Regions from separate parts of the Mus musculus genome. Here all the other regions are linked to region 3. A link is a contact called in public Hi-C and promoter capture Hi-C data. All regions are on one chromosome and are shown on one strand. The core of a region is the stretch at or near the end of the contact, and the rest is flanking DNA. Distances in the headings are between cores, read along the strand shown. Region 1 overlaps Spata48 (spermatogenesis associated 48). Region 2 holds the start of Spata48 (spermatogenesis associated 48). Region 3 overlaps Gm11999 (predicted gene 11999).

What was found. Promoter capture Hi-C pulls out the DNA fragments that hold promoters and counts their contacts. A called contact is a pair of places that touch in the nucleus more often than the background predicts.
Region 1: a contact with region 3 is called in a Hi-C map of the HPC-7 cell line, with 5 times the contacts expected there. The contact joins two enhancer-like sites. A contact is called at or near these places in 1 of 15 datasets of contacts at CTCF or cohesin (CD8 T cells), 3 of 484 Hi-C or Micro-C datasets (CD8 T cells, the HPC-7 cell line and centrocytes) and 2 of 115 datasets of contacts at active chromatin or transcription factors (CD8 T cells and double positive thymocytes).
Region 2: a contact with region 3 is called in a promoter capture Hi-C map of pre-B cells, with 2.5 times the contacts expected there. The contact joins the promoter of Spata48 here to the enhancer-like site in region 3. A contact is called at or near these places in 4 of 39 promoter capture datasets (the C10 cell line, the HPC-7 cell line, pre-B cells and 1 more), 1 of 484 Hi-C or Micro-C datasets (the HPC-7 cell line), 2 of 115 datasets of contacts at active chromatin or transcription factors (the SCID.adh cell line and double positive thymocytes) and 3 of 9 other capture datasets (adipose tissue, liver and pancreatic islet).

The regions. Positions count from the first base shown.
Region 1 is chr11:11,497,628-11,501,685 of GRCm38.p6, reverse strand. All of the region lies in intron 7 of Spata48 (spermatogenesis associated 48), which reads right to left. Among named protein-coding and RNA genes, the nearest start is that of Spata48, 36 kb to the right of the region's middle. Within about 2 kb of position 1,570, at least 13 of the 459 cell types and tissues checked have an H3K27ac peak or open chromatin away from gene starts, as enhancers often do. A contact at or near this core is called in CD8 T cells and the HPC-7 cell line, where this site is marked.
Region 2 is chr11:11,461,712-11,465,639 of GRCm38.p6, reverse strand. Spata48 (spermatogenesis associated 48) reads right to left here and starts at 1,896. Exons shown (of 9, transcript NM_001347068.1): 1 at 814-1,896. The coding sequence starts at 1,384. It overlaps Zpbp (zona pellucida binding protein), which reads left to right and starts at 3,221. Exons shown (of 8, transcript NM_015785.2): 1 at 3,221-3,576. The coding sequence starts at 3,276.
Region 3 is chr11:11,654,733-11,658,817 of GRCm38.p6, reverse strand. All of the region lies in intron 1 of Gm11999 (predicted gene 11999), which reads left to right. Among named protein-coding and RNA genes, the nearest start is that of Gm11999, 29 kb to the left of the region's middle. Within about 2 kb of position 1,482, at least 103 of the 459 cell types and tissues checked have an H3K27ac peak or open chromatin away from gene starts, as enhancers often do. A contact at or near this core is called in CD8 T cells, the HPC-7 cell line, the SCID.adh cell line and 2 more, where this site is marked.

The sequences.
Region 1 (4,058 bases), core at 321-2,820, 160 kb after region 3:
TGGAAAATGACTAAACAACTGGTTTGAGAATGCTGCTAAATTTTCACCTTGTAATCTATTAGAAAGGAATCTCCATTAAGGAAATAGTTTTAAATCATGAAAGACATATGTAAAAATATTTGAGGGGATTATGTATAATAGCAAAAAGAGAAAGGAAATAATTTATATATGAATTTAAATCCCTCAAGTACACTACATTTGAAAGAACAGAAATGGTGTTTAGGAAAGTCTATTTCACAATCATGCTGCAATGCAGAGGTAGTGCTTGCTCCCTGGGGCATATCACAGCAATGGGTGCTCCTTGTGGCATATCACAGCAGTGGGTGCTCCCTGGGGCATATCACAGCAGTGGGTGCTCCCTGGGGCATATCACAGCAGTGGGTGCTCCCTGGGGCATATCACAGCAGTGGGTGCTCCCTGGGGCATATCACAGCAGTGGGTGCTCCCTGGGGCATATCACAGCAGTGGGTGCTCCCTGGGGCATATCACAGCAGTGGGTGCTCCCTGGGGCATATATCAGCAAGAGTGAGAAGGGCATATGACAAGCGGGAAAGGTGAGTCTAATAGCAGTTATGTTCTCATGGGAGAGTTTGTGTTTGCTATTGTTTTCTGCACTCAATTCTTATTATGATCAAATTCAATTCTACAACAGAAATAATGAATTACATTTTAAACTGTTGAAGTGTTCTTCACCAATGTAGTCCAGATGACCTGATAACTAGGAAAAGAAGAGGGAGGAGGAAGAGAAAGGAGAAGGAAGGAAGGAAGGAAGGAAGGAAGGAAGGAAGGAAGGAAGGAAGGAAGGAATCACCTGAAGGAAGTTTGAAAGATAATGCCCTGCTAGGGGTGGGGGTGAGGGTGGGGTAGGGGCGTGGGGTGTTGATCAGGACACTGTAAATCTACTGGGTAATGTTTTGTGTTGCTGAAGGACAGCATTTTGGTAAATGTAAGGTCATGATTAAGCATCAATCTTCCAGACCCTAAAGAATATCACAGGGTACATTTAGGTAAGAAGTTCCTTTAAGCTGGGAAACTTCAAAGAAAGTCATGCTTGCATTTGAATAGGACATTTGTTTGTTTGTTTATTTGTTTTCCCCTACTTGGTACAAAATAAAAATTTGAATTTCCGTATTTGAGACTTTATTGAGATGAAGACATATTTTATAAATTCTATAATTTTGTTAGCCCAGTGTGATATTGTACAAAATACATAACATTTAATTTGAGACCTATCTGTAGGTAGTACAACTACCAAGTGGGCAAGCAGGAGATCAGCACAAAGCCAGATGCGGGGCTTCTCATTTGGAGCATGGAAGGAGATGGCGAGGTTCCCGGGGCACAAGGAGTTCAGAAGAGTTCACTAGAAATCTATTTCGCGAGGTCGGTGTGGACACACACACAGGCATTTACTTCGCAGTTGAGTGTATTAAGAACGACACTGTGTGTCACAGCATCCATAAACACTTCATGATAAAAATGGGCAACATTTGTTGTGTTAAAAGGTTATGATTCTGTTAAAAACCAGAAAATCAATCACGAGAAGAAACTTTGCAACCTGGGACGCCCTCTAGCGCTCATATCGGAGAAACACAGCTAAATGTCAGTTGTCTATGAAAACACAAGCTTCAGCAAGATAAGGTAAAAGGCACTCTCCCAAGTTCTTCAAAGAAATGCCCTGTTTTTACATTTAAAAAAAAATTAAATGCCTCTTATTTTCGTTTCAGCCTCTTTTAAGAATGACTCCAAGGAAAGTTTGATTTCAAAAGCAAGGTTGTCTCACAAAACATTTCAAAGTTTAAGTATATACTTGAATAAAAAGAAACATTACCAAAATCTTATGCTTGGTGAACACTTTAAGGTTGGCTTTCTCCTTTCAATTTTTTAAAAGAATTATTGTTTAAATAGTAATGACTTCCTTGCAGAATTTATGGGAGAATTTTACACTGGCTCCCTCAGACTTGACAAATGGTGGTAGGTGTCATCAGCCTTTGGAGTGCTACATGTAAAAATGACATCTCCACAGTCATGGGTCAAAAAGCAAAGTCAGTTGTGTGTGTGTGTGTGTGTGTGTGTGTGTGTGTGTGTGTGTGTGAAATCGTCTGTCCACCAAGAGTTTTAGCTTGTTGGAGGCAAATTCTTTTCTATTTTATATCTATATTAGGACAGCTCTTAGCTCTTCCAGCCCTAGACAGACATGCTTAATTAAATTCCTCGATAAAACAATTTATATAAATGTACTAAAGCTAAAGTTAATTTTGAAGGATATTTTATAGCCTGACAGAGAGGAAAAAGGAATTAGGTTAAATTAATAATAGAAATAAACAAAATACAGGAGATTTTAAAAAACCAAATATTTAACAACAGAATATAGCAGAAGGTGATCCAATAAGAAATTTCTCTACTTCTGTTTGTGGGCATAACATCTTTTAAAAGATAAAATTAATTAACATTCAGCTAGTTGCAACAATTTATGCCATGACTATATGAAGTCCTTGGTAAGAGCTGTCAATCACAGAAACCAATGTGAGAATTTCTCTAACATTTGACAACTCTGTAGCATGGAAGAAAGATAATACAACCACTGTTTCAGATAACTGAATAAACAACATAACTTTAAAAATGTGCCCCTCAAAATGACCATTTCTTGTCCTTGTGTCTAAACAATGTAGTATGACAGCTACTTAGATGCATGTACAGTGTACTAGCTATCACAAGAAATCTAGGGAGGATGCACACAGTATGTTTTGCCAAATATTAAAGCATTTTATATATGGATTTGAGCATCTTCAAGTTTCAATATCTGCAGGTCTTTGGACCCAAATCCTCTGACCCTAAAGCAAAGCTCTGAGCCTGTATGTATACGCTATATACATTTTCTAATACTTTTATTAGGTATTTTCCTCATTTACATTTCCAATGCTATCCCAAAAGTCCCCCATACCCTCCTCCCCCCCACTCCCCTACCCACCCACTCCCACTTTTTGGCCCTGGTGTTCCCCTGTACTGAGGCATATAAAGTTTGCATGTCCAATGGGCCTCTCTTTCCACTGATGGCCGGCTAGGCCATCTTCTGATACATATGCAGCTAGAGACAAGAGCTCCGGGGTACAACAGCCATAAACAGTTGTGGAGGCTGAACATGATGTCCCCATCATAGTCTAGGGAGTTTTAATATTTGGTCCCCAGTCTGTGGCACTCTTTGGGCAGTTTAGGAGGTATGACTTTTCTGAAGGAAGTACATCATGTAAGCCAGGCTCTGAGGTTTCAAAGCCTTGCACCAGTTCCATTGCTCTTGCCTTTCCTTGTTTGTTTGTTTGTTTGTTTGGTTGGTTGGTGAGCTCTCAGGTTGCTGTTCCAGCTGCTTCCTCCCAGATAAGATCCACTCATAAATAAACCCTTCCTACTGCAAGATGCCTTGGCCATGGTATTTCTATTGCAGCAATAGGAAAGTAACTAATTTATCAATAGGAAAGTGACTAAGGTAACAATAGGAAAGTAACTAAGGTAACAATAGGAAAGTAACTAAGGTAACAATAGGAAAGTAACTAAGGCAACAAAGGGAAGTTTCTAAGGTAACAATAGGAAATAAGGCAACAAAGGAAAGTCTCTAAGGTAACAATAGAAAAGTAACTAAGGTAACAAAGGAAAGTAACTAAGGTTACAATAAGAAGTTACTAAGGTTACAATAGGAAGAAACTAACATAACAAGGAAAACATTTTATAACATCTACTATAGAGGGATGTGCAGTAGTCTAGCTTGTTTTCTGACTCACCATAATGGTGCAAAAGTGGTATGTATTCAGTAGAAAGCGTGCCTTGAGTTTGAATGCAGGTCTTTTCCCTGGCTAACTCTATGAGATCCAGTTCTCTGTTACGTTGCTAGGGTGCAGCATGGAACCATGAGTCAGGTGCAGGATCCCAGACAGGAACAGTTCCAGTCCCATAGCATTGTGTGTTGCCAAGTGAGAATGACTTAGGATGGGTTTATGCAATCTTAGGACAAAGAAGGTCTGTCTGAGTCTATACATTCTATGGCACAGTTTCTCAGACTGTGCATC
Region 2 (3,928 bases), core at 647-3,146, 190 kb after region 3:
GCTCTTTTCATGGTCCATCTCTGGGCAGAATATCAGATAGAATGCATTTCTACTGTGCAGACATGCGGTGGCCTTGTCCTTCATCATACATTGTCATTCTTTATCCTCTAAGGTTTTAGGTGAGAGCTGAAGATGAACTCTGTAATTTCTGACACAGTAGCAAGCCAAAGCACCCCAGCCAAAGGTCTGACCTTTTCCTATAGTCAAAGATTTTAATCTTTTATCACACCTTCCCTGCCTACCATGCACACTTCCCTACACAGGAAATAGCTGTGGTTTTCCTTTGGAGATATTTTTCACTGCATCTCTGTCCAGAGAATCATAGTACAGATGAGAGTGGCACCAATAATTCAGCCATTGGAAGCACAACACTACTTATGAGGGGTTTGCTTCTCTTTAGTTCCTGTTCTTATCCAATTTACTTTAATCTTTTCCATTTAATTTCAGTCCATGTAATCTAACTTTTTAACCAGCAGATTGATTACAAGGGAGAGAAACAATGAAGGAAGCTTTTATACAATTTACCCTGACACATGGACCCTCTTTTGTAAAATAAGTTATCTGTATAATTAAAATAAATTAATTGTTAATATATTTGCTGTTGACCAATTAAACTTAAATTAAAAAAAATCATTTGTGTTTTACAAGCAGATTTATACATTGTATCACTTGTAAGACCTTCTTAAAATCCAATTGAAAATAATTTGTTCAGTCATTTTATGTCAATTTAACTGCTAAAATTTAAAAAAATCTCAAGCTCATTCTCCTTTGCGTCACTTGAAGAACATATAAAAACTATGTTGCTTTACTTACCTCCAAGCTTTGCCTTGATGGAAATGTCTGGCACTTTCCTGGAATTCCATCTCCTATCCTGTTTTAGTTCTTCTGCAAGTATTGTTTGCCTTTTTATTGTTGTTTGAAATCCTTTGTCTGGTCTAGGAACTCGATTTTGAGGTTTCACATCATGGAAACTCACCAGGTTTGGTATGGCTCTGCCTATATTAGGCTTTAAATTAGCATCTCCACCAGGACTCATAAATCCTGAGCAGGGGTCACCCAAGGGCACATCGTCACGCAATGGTGCTAATGGATATGCCCTCCCATATGGTGGGGGATAGGGGTAGTGAAGATGATAGTCCGGCAAGACTGAAGGTGGATAAGGATGAAATTTTAAAAATGTAGGGTTGCATTTCTTTTCAAATCTGACACAGTTATGTCTGTCTTCAAGTCCTTTCACAGAGGGCATGTTCATTTTCTGTAAGAGGTTACTGTAGTGCGGGTAATCTGGATGCTCAATAGCCTTTCCTTCTGAGAAGATGAACCTTCTAGGGATACTGATCTTCCCAGGCATGGTCTTGACCTCCATATCCATGTACTGTCTCATCAGTTTTGAGGATTATGAATTAAATTCCTTTGTTTTTTTTTTTTTTTTTTTTTTTTACCATTTAACTATTAAAAACCCATATTTCCAGTAATGGAAGATTAGGATTAATCCACCATAAAATTAATTCAATTTTCTAAATGTTAGTCATTTAAAAAGTCTTAAGGTAATTTTTTTCTGCTGAAAGGGAGATAGGCCAGTATAGAAATAGGACATAATAATAATAATAAAAAAACACAAAAAGAGCCTTTGCTGCTTGGCAACAGGTAGAACCATAGCTCACGGAACTACTTATTATGTACATCATAATGGAATTCTTTAGGCAAACCACAGAAAAAAGTCCTAGTAATATTTCCATTATACCTTTTTCTCCAATGCTCAGGAAACCAATACACACACACATGCACACACACACATGTATATGTAAAAATTTAACATGTTCATATTTTGTGGGCAAGATAGTAACTGAAAGAATATACTGAAGTTGATGTAGTGAATACATATACAGTCTCTCTCTTTCATATATACTCTCTCTCTCTCTCTCTCTCTCTCCTACACACACACAAACACACACACACAAACACACACAAACTAGAAATAACTTTTCGGGTTGGAATAAATTATAAACATTGGTATATGTTTAATTTAAATACGCTAACAAGGAAGATATAGTATACTGATTTTTAAGAAAAATAATTCATAAATCATAGCCAATGTAAAAGTCCATTCTTAAATGCCTTAAATTATCTGCAGTTTCTTTAAGTTACCACAATTCTTAGAACGAAAACAATGAGGTATTTATGTTATTTCAGTAAATGGCAGCATAAAAAACGATCTATTTTAAACGATAAGCATAGCAGTCCACTTAAGAGCTGTTTTTTAACTAGACAATTTGGTTTTGCATGAAAATTGCAACTAAGTTTAATTATTACAATCCGAAGGGTAATAGCTCACACCTCCTTAAATAAAGAAGGTAAGCTTCTACAAGAGTCAGGTATAGAATATTTAAATCAGATCAATTGTATGATAGTAAGGATAAGCAGAATGTAGCCACGACCACCTATGATGATGACTGAAAATTTGCAATATACAACAAAACAAGCAATAACGTTGAAATAAATGGGTAAGTTTTCAGCATAAGGTCCTGGACAGTTTATCCAAAACACGAAGGTCAGTAAGTTTTTACTCCACTCCGTATTACCCATCTCTTCATATTAAAAGTGAAAACATTTAACAGCCTGCTTCTAGTGTTTCTATATATTTGTATAAAATTTATTTTTATCCTAGTTGGACTATCATTAAATCCTTCCAAAGGCAGAAAAGATGTATGATTCTTTCAATTTAAATACATTCTCATTCTAAACGGTCCGTGAGCTGGTTCTTTATGTTTTCCTGAATCCAAGTTGAGGATGATCTTCCAAGCCGAGTACTGCATGAAAGTCAATGTCATCTAAGGTCTATTTCCTCCATTTTCCCATCATGCCACTTTTTAAGGCAATACCTTTAATTTCTCCTAGGTGTTCACTGCATGCATTTTCTATTAAGTCCCACACACTGATAATGCACAATCGTTCGCATTACAACAGTCAGGAACTTCATGCATTGGCATTACTATAGCCAGGAAGTTTATGAGAGGTGTACATTCATTAAGTCATCCGTTCTCAGGATCTGCTGCCATTAGGCACCTAAAGGCTGAAACTCAATCCACTGCTAAGGTAATAAGAGGGGCTTCTCCTCTGCACACAGACACCACGGGAAGGCAAAGGTTAGAACTTTGCGACACAAGATTCTTCTCGCTTTGGAATCTCAGACCAGCCAGGTTCTGGAGGGTTTCCTTAGTGGTGCGGGGCCTCGAAGTCAAGGGAGCCCCTAGGGGATCGACCTCTTGCCTCCCATGTGTACCCAAGCTGGGTCCCAAGCTAGCACACCTCCCGCACATCACCCGAGCGGAAGTGGCGCGTCCGTCGGTCCGTCCTTCCGGCCTGCCGTCTGCCAACTTCCGGCGGCGGGTGGGCGCGCGCCAGGTAACGACCTTCTGCGCCGAGGCTCGGCCGTCGGCGGCGTGTGGATGGAGGCCTTGGCCCCGGGCCGGGCTCCGCGGGGCCGGCGGCGGGCCGGGGCCTCGGGCTCCGTGCTCTCGCCGCTGTCGCTGGCCGCCGTCCTGCTCTGCGCCTTGCTGCGGGCGCCCCCTGCAGGTGAGGCTCGGCGCCGCATGGCGGGAGCTCTGGCTGCCGCGGCTCCTCACGAGAATTGCGTTGGCCCCGTGTCACGTGACTCCGACTACACAAGGACACCCTCTCTGGCAGGGACAGCCCCAGTGAGCCTAGTTTTGTGTAGGAATCTTGAAAACTACATTTGCATAGAAAAGACCTCTGTGGGCTCGTGAAGGAGGCCCTGCTCCAAGAGATTATCCGAACTTTAAAAGTGCCTTAATAAAACTTCAGTTCGTGGGTCATTGCCAGCCGTGTGTTTCAGAGCGAGTCTATGTAGCTCTGTATAGTACTGAATTTGTGCTGTGAACCTAGTGAGCTTTTAGACCATCCTTGA
Region 3 (4,085 bases), core at 233-2,732:
ACAGGTGGGAGATGAGATTTCAGTGCTGCATGCAACTTGTGTTTTACTTTTGTTCCTTATTTCCCGTCCCTTATAAAGAACTATTCTTAAACATACCACTGCACCCAAGGCTTTAAGAGCCATTATCCCATCAATGATAACATATCCTGGGGTTCATAGCTTACTTGGCTGCATCTGTCTGGCACATAACTTTCATGGGATAGTGAAAAATATGTATCTCTTCCTTCAAAAAACATGTAGAAAACACATTTCTCCTCTTTTGCTTAAGGTTCCTTCTTCCCCTGTAACAGCATTTTATTGGGCCACTGAGTGGTATATCCCTTGGCCAGGAGAATATGCAGAAGAGATAGCGGGTGCACACGCGTGCGCGCGTGCGCGCACGCACGCGCACACAAACACACACACACACACACACACACACACACACACACACAAGTATTCAATTCAACTCTTCCCCTTCACTATATAGGTCCAAATCATTCCCATGTCCTGGGTCCCCTTGCTGCTAGGTAGGTTGCTGAAGGAAAATTTGGCCAAAAGAGGTGCTCAAGTATTGGCTCAGTGCAAGCTTCATTGCTCCACTGGACTTCCCTGACAAAACAGAAACTTAAGACAAATTGGTTTCAGGACTGTGACCTCAGGATATGATGGACCCTGTTGCACACTGGCACGTCCAGGAATCCTGCCATGCTGGCAGGCTTAGTGGATGACTAAAAGAAAGACAAGGTGCAGTGGCTTGGGTTTACCAACACACAAAGCCTCATATGTCTGGTCTTTGTGAGTTATGGTAGTTGGACCTTCGGATATCTCATCTCTACCACCTGGGTAGCACCAACTGCTGGAGAATTTATGAGCACAGACACCTTGGGGCTTTCTTGAGAGAGGTGATTGGTCAGAGAAAATGGAGTGCTCTGGAGTTACAGCCGCCCTGACTCCAGCCTGTGATTAGGCAGCTTGGGTACTGTCAGCGAGGAACCACAGGCAGATCGGACATGGCAGCTGCAGATCTGCCATTGGCCCAGCTGACTGCCTCTGGTCTGGAATGTTCTTATTATTCTTGTTCTATAACCAGGTGGCTGAGGGAAACCAGGGCCTTTCTGACCTCAAACTGACAAGCATAGGCTCTGTCCCTCTAATGATCAAACTCTGCTAAGCACTAGAGATGGAGGACAGATACTGCTGGTACAGCTCTTCTTCCAGGGCCTATGTCCATGACAAGAGATGGGTTATTTCCTGCACACTATAGGGCATAAAATTCTAGCACACAGCCCTGGGAATGTGTTCTATTGAAACATTTGCTCACAACTGAATGGGAAAGCAGGAGGCCAAACTGCCCTTGGGTCAGGGTAAACACTGCTCTTTCCTGGCTCCAGTTGAGTCATGTAAAAGAAGGTGATTAATGAGACATTAAATGGTGTGTATGTTTTAAGGACACAGAGGACAGGGGCTCTCAGAACCGCAGGAGCCTGTGGTTTCTGAAATACTGGTGGGTGGCTTCCTGTAGTTGCAAGGCATGCTGGGGAGATGAGATAGGACAGGCCCCACCTAACTCCCTTCATACGGATTCTGGCAGTTTGGCTCCTGCAGCCTGGTCTGACCTGCTGCTCCCATGCAGTTAGACTGGGGAAGCAGAGCAGCTAGCTATCAGCCAGACAAGTAATAGACATCTAATAAGGTCACGTGGCCAGAAACGCAGAAGCCCACAGACCAGTTTCTGGGGGCAGAGATCGGAAGCCATTCACTTTATTTTGTGCCTGTAGACAGTGACTTTAATGTTATGTAAATGTAGCCCTTAATTCCTAATGTCTGGAAATGTGTGTGTCAGGGCTGTGGCAGCTCAGGTTGTGGATGATCCAGACGACGGTGTGTGTGTGTGTGTGTGTGTGTGTGTGTGTGTGTGTGTGTGTGTGTGTATTCAAGGAAAGCTTGTGATTACTAGCCTCTGATTTCCTTTTTCCATGACAAGATTTAAATAGGACAAGACAAGATGATGAAAACTGAGGGGTAAGCCAGTGTCTGCGGAAGGGGCCTCTCTGGAGAGGGGAAAGGAGGTGGAAGCTCTGGAAAGCAACTGCACTCCTGGTTTCAAGGCACAAAGTGATACCCTCCTGGTCAGAATCACTTATCTAACTAGAAACACCGGGAAATCAGCATGAAGGGCAAATTTGTGTCTAGGAAGATGAGCACCATGTGACAGAGGCTTGCCAGAGAGTCATATGTGTGGGTGGCAGTGGAGTGCAGAAAGAAGGGCCAGTGGTAAATTCCCTCCAAGCAGGTGGAAGGAACCAGCAAGGCAGTGTAGGCCCCAGCTGCCCACTTTGTCTTCCCACAGGAAGCCTGTGGCCTAGTGTAAGTCTAGCCCTATGGTAGCTGTACAACCAAATGTCCTGCTCTTCGCTGTCCTCGGGTCCTCAATCTATCTCTCTGGGGACAGTTAGGATCCGGGTTAATGTGATGAAATTTGTCATCTCTTGAGGCACAAGCAGCCCAGGAGCCTAGAGCCTGGAATGATGGTCTCTCTAAGATGATCTGAATAACCAAATGCTCACACTTGAAGCCAATTCTTTGCTCCTAAAGTAGCCTGTAATGCTTTTTATTCTAGTTTTATTGACATAGGGAAATTGTTCATTTTTTAGATGTTTTGTGATATTTTGATACAAGCATACATACTGGTCAAATAGGTTAATTGGCATGTTCACCACACCAAACATGTACTTTTCTTTGCCATACCACCAAGGATATTAGAGTCTGATTTGTCTAATTGACTTCTTTTTTTAATCAAGGGTTGTTGAAGGAAAAAAAAAACATATGGTTAAGCCTGGTGAGAAGGATTATACTGCCAGGTACACTGCAGGATGAGGCCGGGGGATGGAAAAGTTCAAGGCTTTCTAGGGCTATAGATTGAGATCAAGGCCACTTGGAGCAATGTAGGAAGAGTATGTCTTAACATAATAAGCAAAAATGGACATGGAGATGGAGTCTAGTGCTAGGGATCTTGTCTAGCACGTGCAAGGCCCTGCGCTCAATCCTTAGCACCACAGAAGAAAACAATCAGGAATGTCAATGATAGTATTTTCTTTGCACCATTCTAAAGCACATAAGAGAGAAGCTTATTTTTCTCAGAAGCTACAGTCACTATTCCTAGATCATGTGACTAGTGTAACCTGGAGATGTCCCTTCTTTGTAGTGACTTAGACAAGGAAGCTTAGAGCCAAAAGGCAACTCTTTGTTTCTCTATACCTTATCTATCCCAGAAATCCTCAACAAACTTATTTCCCTCACTTCATCCCCATATCTGTTTATATTTCACTTTATTGTTAATACTCCTGGTTTTTAAATTGTGAGCCAAATGTAAGTAATTTTGGAGTTAGGAGAATCATTGGCAACTAAATATAAATGATGTCAGCTGTTGGGCTCCTTGGTCATTTCTGCTGGCTTCCCACTTACACACTGTAGGTAGAGGTGTGGGTGACTACCTTTCCTAAGACAAGCAGCTAGCCTTTCTCAGCTTCACAAATCAGTTCTGTGGTATAGTCAGCAATTCCAGCTGTGGAAATTCCACAAGGTATGAAAGAAAATCATTTTTTGCTCTTAAAGAGGTTTCAAGCCATGAATGAGTCATGAGCTATCTTAGTGTCCTTTGCCTTCAACAAACCTCCTCCCACCTACACACACACTCACACTCACACATACATACACATTCTCACACACCCATCCATACACACTCACACACACCCTCAAACACTCATACACATACACTCGAACACATTCAGATGCACTCCCACACACACACTCACTCACTCCTATTATTCCTAGAGGTTGGCAAATCTAGAATCACCTGGACCTTTCCTTTACTTCCCATGACCAGCGGTTGACCAGGTCCAGTGCAGAAGTCATCTGTGGAGCCTCTCCTGCCCTTGTTCTACTTCCTGTAGTCTCACAGGCTCCTCTTTTGTAGCATCTCCCCAGCAGAGCTCATCTTGTGTACATCAGCGCTTCTGGCCTGCCGGCAATCATTGGCCTGCACCTCAAATGGTCAATACTTGCTATGCATTCATTAATAAATGTCTCTGAATTCCATTCAG